Linked DNA regions of Sus scrofa: regions 2 and 3 are each linked to region 1. Evidence: chromatin contacts called from public HiChIP or PLAC-seq and promoter capture Hi-C data. All regions are on one chromosome and are shown on one strand. Each heading gives the region's core, a stretch centred on a gene start, on an enhancer-like site or on the middle of the called end of the contact. The rest is flanking DNA. Distances are from core to core; before and after follow the strand shown. Region 1 holds the start of PDLIM5 (PDZ and LIM domain protein 5). Region 2 overlaps PDLIM5 (PDZ and LIM domain protein 5). Region 3 overlaps PDLIM5 (PDZ and LIM domain protein 5).

Region 1 (2,954 bases), core at 271-2,770:
ACAGGAACCCGTGTCAGTTCATTCCTAGTCCATGTCATTTCCTTTCCAGTATTCTCCCTTTGCTAGCTCCACCTGCCTTAAAATATTCTGATCCCTTAAGCAACGGTAACATTATTGGCCTTTTCCAGGTGTCTCTCCTCTGGTTATTAATGCCCAAAGTCTGCCTAAAATACCAAGCAGGCAGGAAATAGCAAGCAGCCTCTCCGCTTTCAAACATGTAGAAAATGTTGGAACTTCTGTATGGTGCTGGATTTCCTTTAGGGAAAGTCCGAACGATGTCTTCACTCAAGTACTTGGGAAGGAAGCTTGGTATTTCCCACACTTCTATCTAAGCTTCTTTGGTGGGTGGGAAGAGGGAAAGGAAAACTCCTGATGAATTGCTGGGAGTGACAAGAAGAGTCTGCAATTAAAGCAGTATCTTGAGATTCTTTTTCCGCAGACTCAGAGACTGCGGAGATAGAGTGAAAGAACTAAAGCCACAGGCACTGGATGAAAGCAGGCGACGAGACAGTTTGCCAGCGGAGAGGTTCACGCCTAGCCCTGTTTGCCAAATAAGGTTCCCGAGCCGGCTGTTTCCGAGGCCAGGCGGGTTGCGATGTCCTCGTGGTCAGGAAGGCGGACTTGGGATAGGATCTGGCGATCACACCCTAGACCTGCCCTGCCCAGCGCAGCCACGAATTTTCTTTCCAAGCTCTGCCCTGTCCATACGCCCTTCCTTTTTCCACTTATTGTCAAACGAACCGAAGGCACAGCCTTTAAAAAGCCCCAACAAGTACGCAAGTACTAATAAATCCGGCGTTCACGGCAGATTTGTTTTTTTAAAAAAGCTTTTATTTCTGGACGCACGGAAGTTTCCCCCTAACAGGTTACACAATCCTAAATATGCGGGGGAAATACACGCTTCTCGGCGTGAGAGCAAATAAAAAAAAATGCACACGCCATTCCCGTTTAGCCCCGCTTCCCACCCACACCGCCCGGAGATTCGCACAGGACGATTGTGCCCCGGGACGCCTAGGTGGGTGCCCGGCGGCGCCCCGCAGCCGGATCGCAGGTCGGTGCGGGGGTGCCCGGGGAGCCCCTCCGCGCTCGCGCTCGCCACGCCGGGCGCCCGGGTCCCGCGTCCCTGCCTCCGCCGCGCTCGTGCCGGCCCTCCCGGGCTCCGGTGCCCGTCCTCTGGCCTGGCGCCCACTCCCGCGCCGCCTTTTCCAGGGCGCTTCTCCTCCCAAGCCGTTGGGCGTCCAGCAAACACCTGAGAAACCTCCCAGCGCTCAGCGCGCCTCTCCTCTCCCCTAGCTGAGCGTCCACCCAAGCGCTCGGCGCACGGCCACCCCTTCTTTCCCTCCTTCCTACCGGGGATCGCAGACGTACATCCCCGGCGGACGGCAACTCACCTCGGGGCCGCAGCGGCTCTGCCTCCGCCTCAGACGAGAGCTGACAAGTGACTCCGTTGCGTGCGCCTTCCCCGCCGCCCGCGGGAACTTCCGCCTCCTGGCTCCTCCCACCCGCCCCGCCCCCGCGCCAGGACACGCCCCCTCGGCTCCCGGCCACGCCCTCGGGCCGGGCAGGGCTGCGCCGCGCTGGGAGCAGGCTGCTTGCGGCGGCGCCCAGCTCGCGGGCTTGCTGGGGCGAGCTGAAGCCGTCGCGGAAAAACAATTGCACTACCTAGTTTCGGTGGGAGTAGTCTTAGGGGATTTTTGTCCGCCCCGCCTGAATGTTTTGTACTGGAAGCATTTCTCTCTCCAGAAACTGAATTGGCAAGCAGTTGCTTTGGCTAAAAATAGGAGAGGGCTTTTGATAAATCCCTATCAGTATGCAAGTTCCGCGGCTACTGCCTGGTTTTTTTGAGAGAGCTTTGTGTGCCCTAAGAAGTGAAGACCCTGAAGTTTACTGAGCAGGAAGGTGAAAATCAGTCACTTTAATATTAGAAGTTAGGTCCTCTGATCAAACCAGAAGATCGAGATACAGAGCAGCTGCCCAAAGTGGTTCAACCACTATAACCTCAACTTACTTTTCTAAGTCCAGCTCAGTGGTTCAGTTTCCAGTTTGTAGAAGATTGTTTGATTTAGCTCAAGGAATTTATTCACAAGTAAATTTGAATAGTGGCCATATGGAAAGTAACTTTTTGGCTTCTTCAAAACTGTGAATTGCCTTATAAAACGTGAAAAAGACAATTCTTAACCAAGTGACATGTAAAGCACGGATCACGAGGTCCATGAATACACTAGAAGGACAAACGAAATTCTAGAGAAGATGCAGTCCAAAACGGTAGCCGCTAGTGAACATTTGAAACATGGCTACTGTGACTGAGACCCTGAATTGTTTGTTTTACACAAGTTTGCTTTAAATTAAAAACTGAAGCAGGGTAACATGCTTATGTTAAACACAAATTATTTGGGTAGGACTACATTTGACTTAATCATTGAAAATTTAGTGCCCAAATTGAGCTGTAATGAAAGTGTAAAAATGCACACTGGATTTTGAAGACTTGGTATAAAAAAATACAATGTAAAATACATCAATAATTTTAAACTGATTGCATGTTGAAAGGATAAGAATTTTTTAGTGTTTGGTTAAACATATAATTAAAATTAGTTTTGCCTGTTTTTTGAATATGACACTAAGACGTTTTAAATTACCTATGTCGACAGGCATGATGTTTTCATTGGACGGTGCTAGTCCATAGTTTTCATCACATTCTCCAGAAGACTGTTGGAAGGAAGGTTAAATATGTGTTAAAATATGTTGTCATATTTGACTTTTCACTCCCCAAATAAATAAATAATTAAATAAATAATAACAATAGCTTCCATTTATAAATGGACAATGTGCTACACAGTGTAGGGATCCTTACGGTAACTTTGGGAGACAAATCTCATCCCATCCATAGTCAACAAAATTGAGGTTGCAAGAGATTACAGCTTGTGACAGTTGCATAGGGCAATGGCCAGAATTAC
Region 2 (2,927 bases), core at 294-2,793, 95 kb before region 1:
GGCAATTTAACAAGAGAATGAGAATGCATATATAAAAAGTAGAAGTCAAGGAGTGAAAAAGCAAAAGAAAGGAAGAAAGAAATGAAGGAGTACAGAAGTCATTTGCAACTAACTGTATATAGTTAGTTGTACAGAATCTCCTGACTGTACCTAAGAATATGAAGCATCAGGCATTATATTGGCCCAAACACAGTACTAGCATGCAAATCAAGGAACAACATTAACTCTGCATACAGTGTCCTAAACCTTAAGACAGAGCAAATATGCATAAAATGGATGTTTCCTGCAAAAAAAAAAAAAAAAAAAAAAAAATTCATGGAAACCAAGGATGTACGAAACTAGGAAGAGTAGCCAAATAAAGTAAAACATGAATCAGAGGACAAAGTGACCATCGTTATGGATTTAGTACCGTCAATGGCTTTTTCAGCTCCCAGAAATACTGCCTAGGCAATAGGACATCTGAGATTAGGTGAAATATTTGTTAGTCAGGTACTCATGTATATAAGGAAGAAACTGAGACAGAATAGGAAGTCTGGCCAGGCCCAGGACCTCAAATCACCACTGGCAGGGGGACTGCACAGCACAGTGGTGAGCTGAGAAAGACTGGGTGAACTCTAGTAGGCTTAGGGGGAAGTGGGTGTGCCCTGAAGAAGATTAGATGAATTCCTAACATGCTTCTAAAGCCAATAATGTGACTCACAGGGAGTAAACAGTCACTTCATATCTGATGTCTTTTGGTTCACCCCTTTATTTCCATTCTTATCTTCTCCTGGAAGAATGTCACAAACACAGCTCAAGTCCTTATCTCCTCCAATGTTGAGAACCGGGTGTATAAGAACTGTTTCCACTGAAGCTACCAAAACATAGGTATTGCCCCTCGGACTGCCCATTTCAGTCCTCTAAAGGGGAAGGCAGAGTGAAAGCATCAGTCCACCCTACACCTATCTTCCCGGTGGTAAATGAAATTACGTTCAATGGAAGGTTCTCCCTTCTAGTTGCAAAGCCTTTTTTATGCAAATATCAGGACAAAGGAATTTCAAAGAAAAGGCTCAGGGTTCGCAATGAATGCTGGATAGCAATTCAGTGGAGCAGTAAGGCACAGGCTCTCCTGGATGGGCTCTCATTCAAATCCCGAATGAGCCACTGATGAGTAACCTTGTGCAAGTTACTCAAAATTCCATTTCTTCATCCTAAAAAAACAAACCCAAAAGAAAGCACTCTTATACACAAAGGAGAAAATGTGAAGAACGAAGGGTGCAGCAGACAGCAAGAAGACCAGGGCAAGACCAGACTCCGACAAAGATCAGAGGTCTTAAAAAACTGGCACCCTAAGTGACTGAGAGTCAGATACATCGACTGTGCTAATGGCAAGAGGTGGGAGGGTGAGAGATGGGATGATATGGATGGGAATGAGCTTCTTGGTAATAAAGACAGTCAGCAACAGAACGATCATTCAATAGCACTGAACTTCCCAGGAGTGAGAAGAGCTGCCAAAACCCTGATACGTATCCCAACCATAGCCCTTAGTGACGCTGATGCAGAAAATCTCTACGGTGTTTGCAGAAGTACAGTCACCCACAACGAGTGCTAGTGAGCCACAAAGAAGGCCCACCAACCAAGCTGAGGGGAAGCTTGGAAGGGACTTTTAATTTCCCTTTGGGGCAGTAGACGGTGATAAAATAAATCGGTCAGATCTCCTATCTCCTGCAATCTATACAGTGACAGTCAGATCGGTATAAGTAATTCCACACTAGGAAGGCAAAGCATGGTAGGCAGAACAATGGTTCAAATGTCTCTAATCCTAACCTTCCAGAACCATCAATAATGTTAAATTACATGGCAATGGAGAGGTAAGGACCCTTAGAGTGGAATTAAAGCTGTTAATCAGATGATCTCAAAATAGGGAGATTATCTTGGATTATCCGGTGGGCCAACATAAAGACAGCAGTCCTCAACTATGGAAGAGGGAAGGCAGAAGAATGTGCGGTGAGAGCCTCTGTAACATTCGACGCCTTTGAGGATGGAAAAAATGGGAGCCAAAGCAAGCAGGAAGTCTCCAGAAGATGCAAAAAGAGATCACACTTGCCTCAGAGCCCCAGAAAGGAAGGCAAGCCTGCCAACCCCTTAATTTTTAGCTCAGTGAGACCCATTTTGGACTGCTAATCTCCACAATTTTAAGATAAATCTGTGGTTTTTTTTCAGCCAGTAAGTTTGTGGTAATTTGTTACAGCTACAATAAGAAACTAATACACAAAGAAATAATTCTTGAAAGACTTTCATGGAAATGTTAATAGTAAACATTTAAAAAGAACTAATGTATTTAATTCCAATTTATCGAAAAAATTCAGATAAGAATTAGCTATGCCCTTAGATTTGGAAGATAACTGAAGTTTTACCACTAACTCCGTTTTTATTTTTATTTTATCTTTGCTTTTTAGGGCTACAGGCGTGGCATATGGAGGTTCCCAGGCTAGGGGTTGAATAGGAGCTGCAGCTGCCTGCCTATGCCACAGCCACAGCAACGCCAGATCCGAGCCACATCTGAGACCTATGCCACAGGTCACAGCAACGCCGGATCCTTAACCCACTGAGCAAGGCCAGGGATCAAACCCGCAACCTCATGGTTCCTAGTCAGATTCATTTCTGCTGCGCCACAACAGGAATGCCTATCACTAACTTTAGAGAAATGTTTTTTTTTCCCCTTAAGCATAAAATTACTAATTTTACTAACTGCAAACCAAATGTTCTGATGCTAATTAAGATAACCACAACATAAACCAGATGAAATTTCTAATACCTTAAATCCATCACATATTTAGATTTGAAAAAGGAAGGGCCTGTTGCCAAAAGGAATCCTAGGGTTGAATCTATTAAGTAAAAATTATAAAACATTAAAGTTTAAAAAGTTGACATTCCTGATGATTTGA
Region 3 (2,749 bases), core at 195-2,694, 120 kb before region 1:
GCTTTACAGCTACCATTTACTGGGGTCTTACTAGGAGCTCAACATTGAATTAAAGGCCTTATACACAAAGCATTGCTTAAATTTCTGAAATAAAGTCTGGAAATGTTAATTAACTTGGACCACTAAGAAGTTTAATTTTCACATTATCCTCTCTCCATCTCATCCAGCAGGAGCCAGCAAATTAACAAATGTTTCTTCATCTCATGACATGCTATTTTATTTTCTATGGTTGGTGTTCCCCAATTCAATGCCATTAAGATCTTCAGAAATGCACACCGAATACTACTAATTTTAATGGAGGAGGCAGATAATAAGCCAATAAATAAGATAGTTTTATATAGTGATAAGTGCAAAATTTCCCATTATTCTACTTGATTTTAGATGAAAGAAATTTATTTTTTTTTTTACGTACATTTATTTCTACAAGAACATTTTTATCAGGGAAGAAAGTTTCCTCTGTCCATTGTGTCTCATGTCCACACTCAAAATAACCTCAAAATCATTTAAGGAAAAAAAGGTGCACTTTTCAAATTAGTATTTATAAAATAATTTCTATCAAAAAGAATGTTATAGAGATTATATAGCATTTTAGATGTATTCGAGGTTATATAAAGGGAATTTCAAAGTTCAGGATAATTCCTTCTTCTCGTAAGTAAAATTCTTTCAGAGTGAATATACTGTTTCAATCAAAAATTTCATACAAGGAGACCCATTGTTAAGAAATGGCAGACTTGGGAGTTCCCTGGTGCTCTAGTGGTTAGGACCTGGTACTTTCAACACTGTGGCCTGGGTTCAATCCCTGGTCTGGGAACTGAGACCCTCTATCAAGCTGCTGCACGCCACAGACAAAAAAAACACAACAAACAAACAAAAAACTGGCAGTCTCTACTGTAAAGGGTCAGAAAGCCAGTATTTTAGACTTCCGGGTCACAAGATCTAGGCTCACTACTCTGCTCTGCCATGATAGCAAGAAAGATGATGGAGTCAAAATGTAGTGAGCATGACTGTGTTCCAATAAACCTTTTTTTTTTTTTTTTTTTTTTTTTTTTAATAAAAACCAGGTGGGGAATAGATTTTTGGCCTGTAGGTCAGAGTTTGCCAACCCCTAGTCTATTGCATGGTTTTGACTATAACAAACATTCCAGGACCACAGCTCTTTTGGAATCTAAACCTCATCATCACTCTGCATAATGGAAATTACAATTTGTTCAGACACTGACAGGCAAAAGAAATGAGAGTGGGGCTTCTCATTATTCCTCCTGTGGTTGCAGGACACTAGCTTTCAATCCCTCTTAACTCCTCTACCTCATCTTTCACACTCTGAGACCGAATGATCCATCAAAACTTCCAAACCACCCATTCAAACAAAATTCACACCAGAGGGCGCTGACACTGAAGCTTGGTAAAGGGACAGGTTTAATATTATTGGATTAAGGGTGACATTTTAAGCTCTATTTTTAACTGTGCTACTCGGCACCTCAGTTCCTTTGCTAATATATGGTAAAGGCTACTAAAAATCTCTCTCGCCTCTGCTCCTACATACTATAAATGAAACTATTAGTGATGTATTTTCTTTTTTTTTTTTTTTTTACTTCTAGAAGAACTAAAATGGATGCACCATGCTTTCTGTAAGAGAAGCTGAAAAGCATAACTTCCTTCTTTCCCATTCTTTTCTGCCAAAAGAAAAGACATGGATTATAACACTTTTGGGATTGATATAAACATGTGCTCTATTACAGAGATGCATTATTTCAAAGCCTACTATATATCTTCTTTAGGGCATGATGTTAATTTCCTCTTTCTTTCTCTTTCTTTCTTTCTTTCTTTCTTTCTTTTTTTCTTTCTTTCTTTCTTTCCTTTCCTTTCCTTCCTTCCTTCCTTCCTTCCTTCCTTCCTTCCTTCTTTCTTTCTTCCTTTCCTTCCTTCCTTCCTTCCTTCCTTCTTTCTTTCTTTCCTTCTTTCTATTTTTTGGTCTTTTCTAGGGCCGCACCTGTGGTGGCATATGGAGGTTTCCAGGCTAGGGGTCTAATCAGAGCTGTAGCCTATGCCACAGCCACAGCAATGCCAGATCTGTGACCTACATCGCAGCTCATGGCAACACCAGATCCTTAACCCACTGAGTGAGGCCAGGGATTGAACCTGTGTCCTCATGGATACTAGTCAGATTCATTTCCGCTGAGCCGCAATGTGAAGTCGGATAATTACTTCTGTTTAATATGTCTTCTCTTCCAGCTCCAACCAGGTAGAGTGAAAAAAAAAAATATGATCAATATAGCACTTTATTACTAATAAGAAACTAACAGGATTTGCAAAGCAGATAATCTGCCTTTGAAAAATTAGGTGTTCCATTTGTATATATCTACATTTTTGTGGCTCTTCCATGATGTTATCAAAAAGCCCTTGAACAATAAATGTGGTCAAAATTCATACTAAGAGGAGTTCCCGTCGTGGCGCAGTGGTTAACGAATCCGACTAGGAACCATGAGGTTGCGGGTTCGGTCCCTGCCCTTGCTCGGTGGGTTAACGATCTGGCGTTGCGTGAGCTGTGGTGTAGGTTGCAGACGCGGCTCGGATCCCGCATTGCTGTGGCTCTGGCATAGGCCGGTGGCTACAGCTCCGATTGGACCCCTAGCCTGGGAACCTCCATATGCCGCGGGAGTGGCCCAAGAAATAGCAACAACAACAAAAGACAAAAAAAAAAAAAAAAAAATTCATACTAAGAGAGTAGGTATCAATAACAAACCATATG

What was found. Promoter capture Hi-C pulls out the DNA fragments that hold promoters and counts their contacts. HiChIP or PLAC-seq counts read pairs in DNA pulled down with a chosen protein or histone mark.
Region 2: a promoter capture Hi-C map of liver shows a contact between it and region 1, with 4 times the contacts expected there. The contact joins the enhancer-like site here to the promoter of PDLIM5 in region 1. A contact is called at or near these places in 2 of 5 promoter capture datasets (both in liver), 6 of 47 Hi-C or Micro-C datasets (fetal heart ventricle, fibroblasts, liver and 1 more) and 2 of 2 datasets of contacts at active chromatin or transcription factors (alveolar macrophages and skeletal muscle).
Region 3: an H3K27ac HiChIP or PLAC-seq map of skeletal muscle shows a contact between it and region 1. The contact joins the enhancer-like site here to the promoter of PDLIM5 in region 1. A contact is called at or near these places in 9 of 47 Hi-C or Micro-C datasets (brain, embryonic fibroblasts, fetal liver and 4 more) and 2 of 2 datasets of contacts at active chromatin or transcription factors (alveolar macrophages and skeletal muscle).

Annotation. Positions count from the first base shown.
Region 1 is chr8:125,258,449-125,261,402 of Sscrofa11.1, forward strand. It overlaps PDLIM5 (PDZ and LIM domain protein 5), which reads right to left and starts at 1,521. Exons shown (of 18, transcript XM_021101756.1): 1 at 1,392-1,521.
Region 2 is chr8:125,163,083-125,166,009 of Sscrofa11.1, forward strand. The region is part of intron 3 of PDLIM5 (PDZ and LIM domain protein 5); the gene reads right to left. Among named protein-coding and RNA genes, the nearest start is that of PDLIM5, 95 kb to the right of the region's middle. Within about 2 kb of position 1,544, at least 25 of the 83 cell types and tissues checked have an H3K27ac peak or open chromatin away from gene starts, as enhancers often do. A contact at or near this core is called in liver, where this site is marked.
Region 3 is chr8:125,141,332-125,144,080 of Sscrofa11.1, forward strand. All of the region lies in intron 3 of PDLIM5 (PDZ and LIM domain protein 5), which reads right to left. Among named protein-coding and RNA genes, the nearest start is that of PDLIM5, 120 kb to the right of the region's middle. Within about 2 kb of position 1,445, at least 1 of the 83 cell types and tissues checked has an H3K27ac peak or open chromatin away from gene starts, as enhancers often do. A contact at or near this core is called in skeletal muscle, where this site is marked.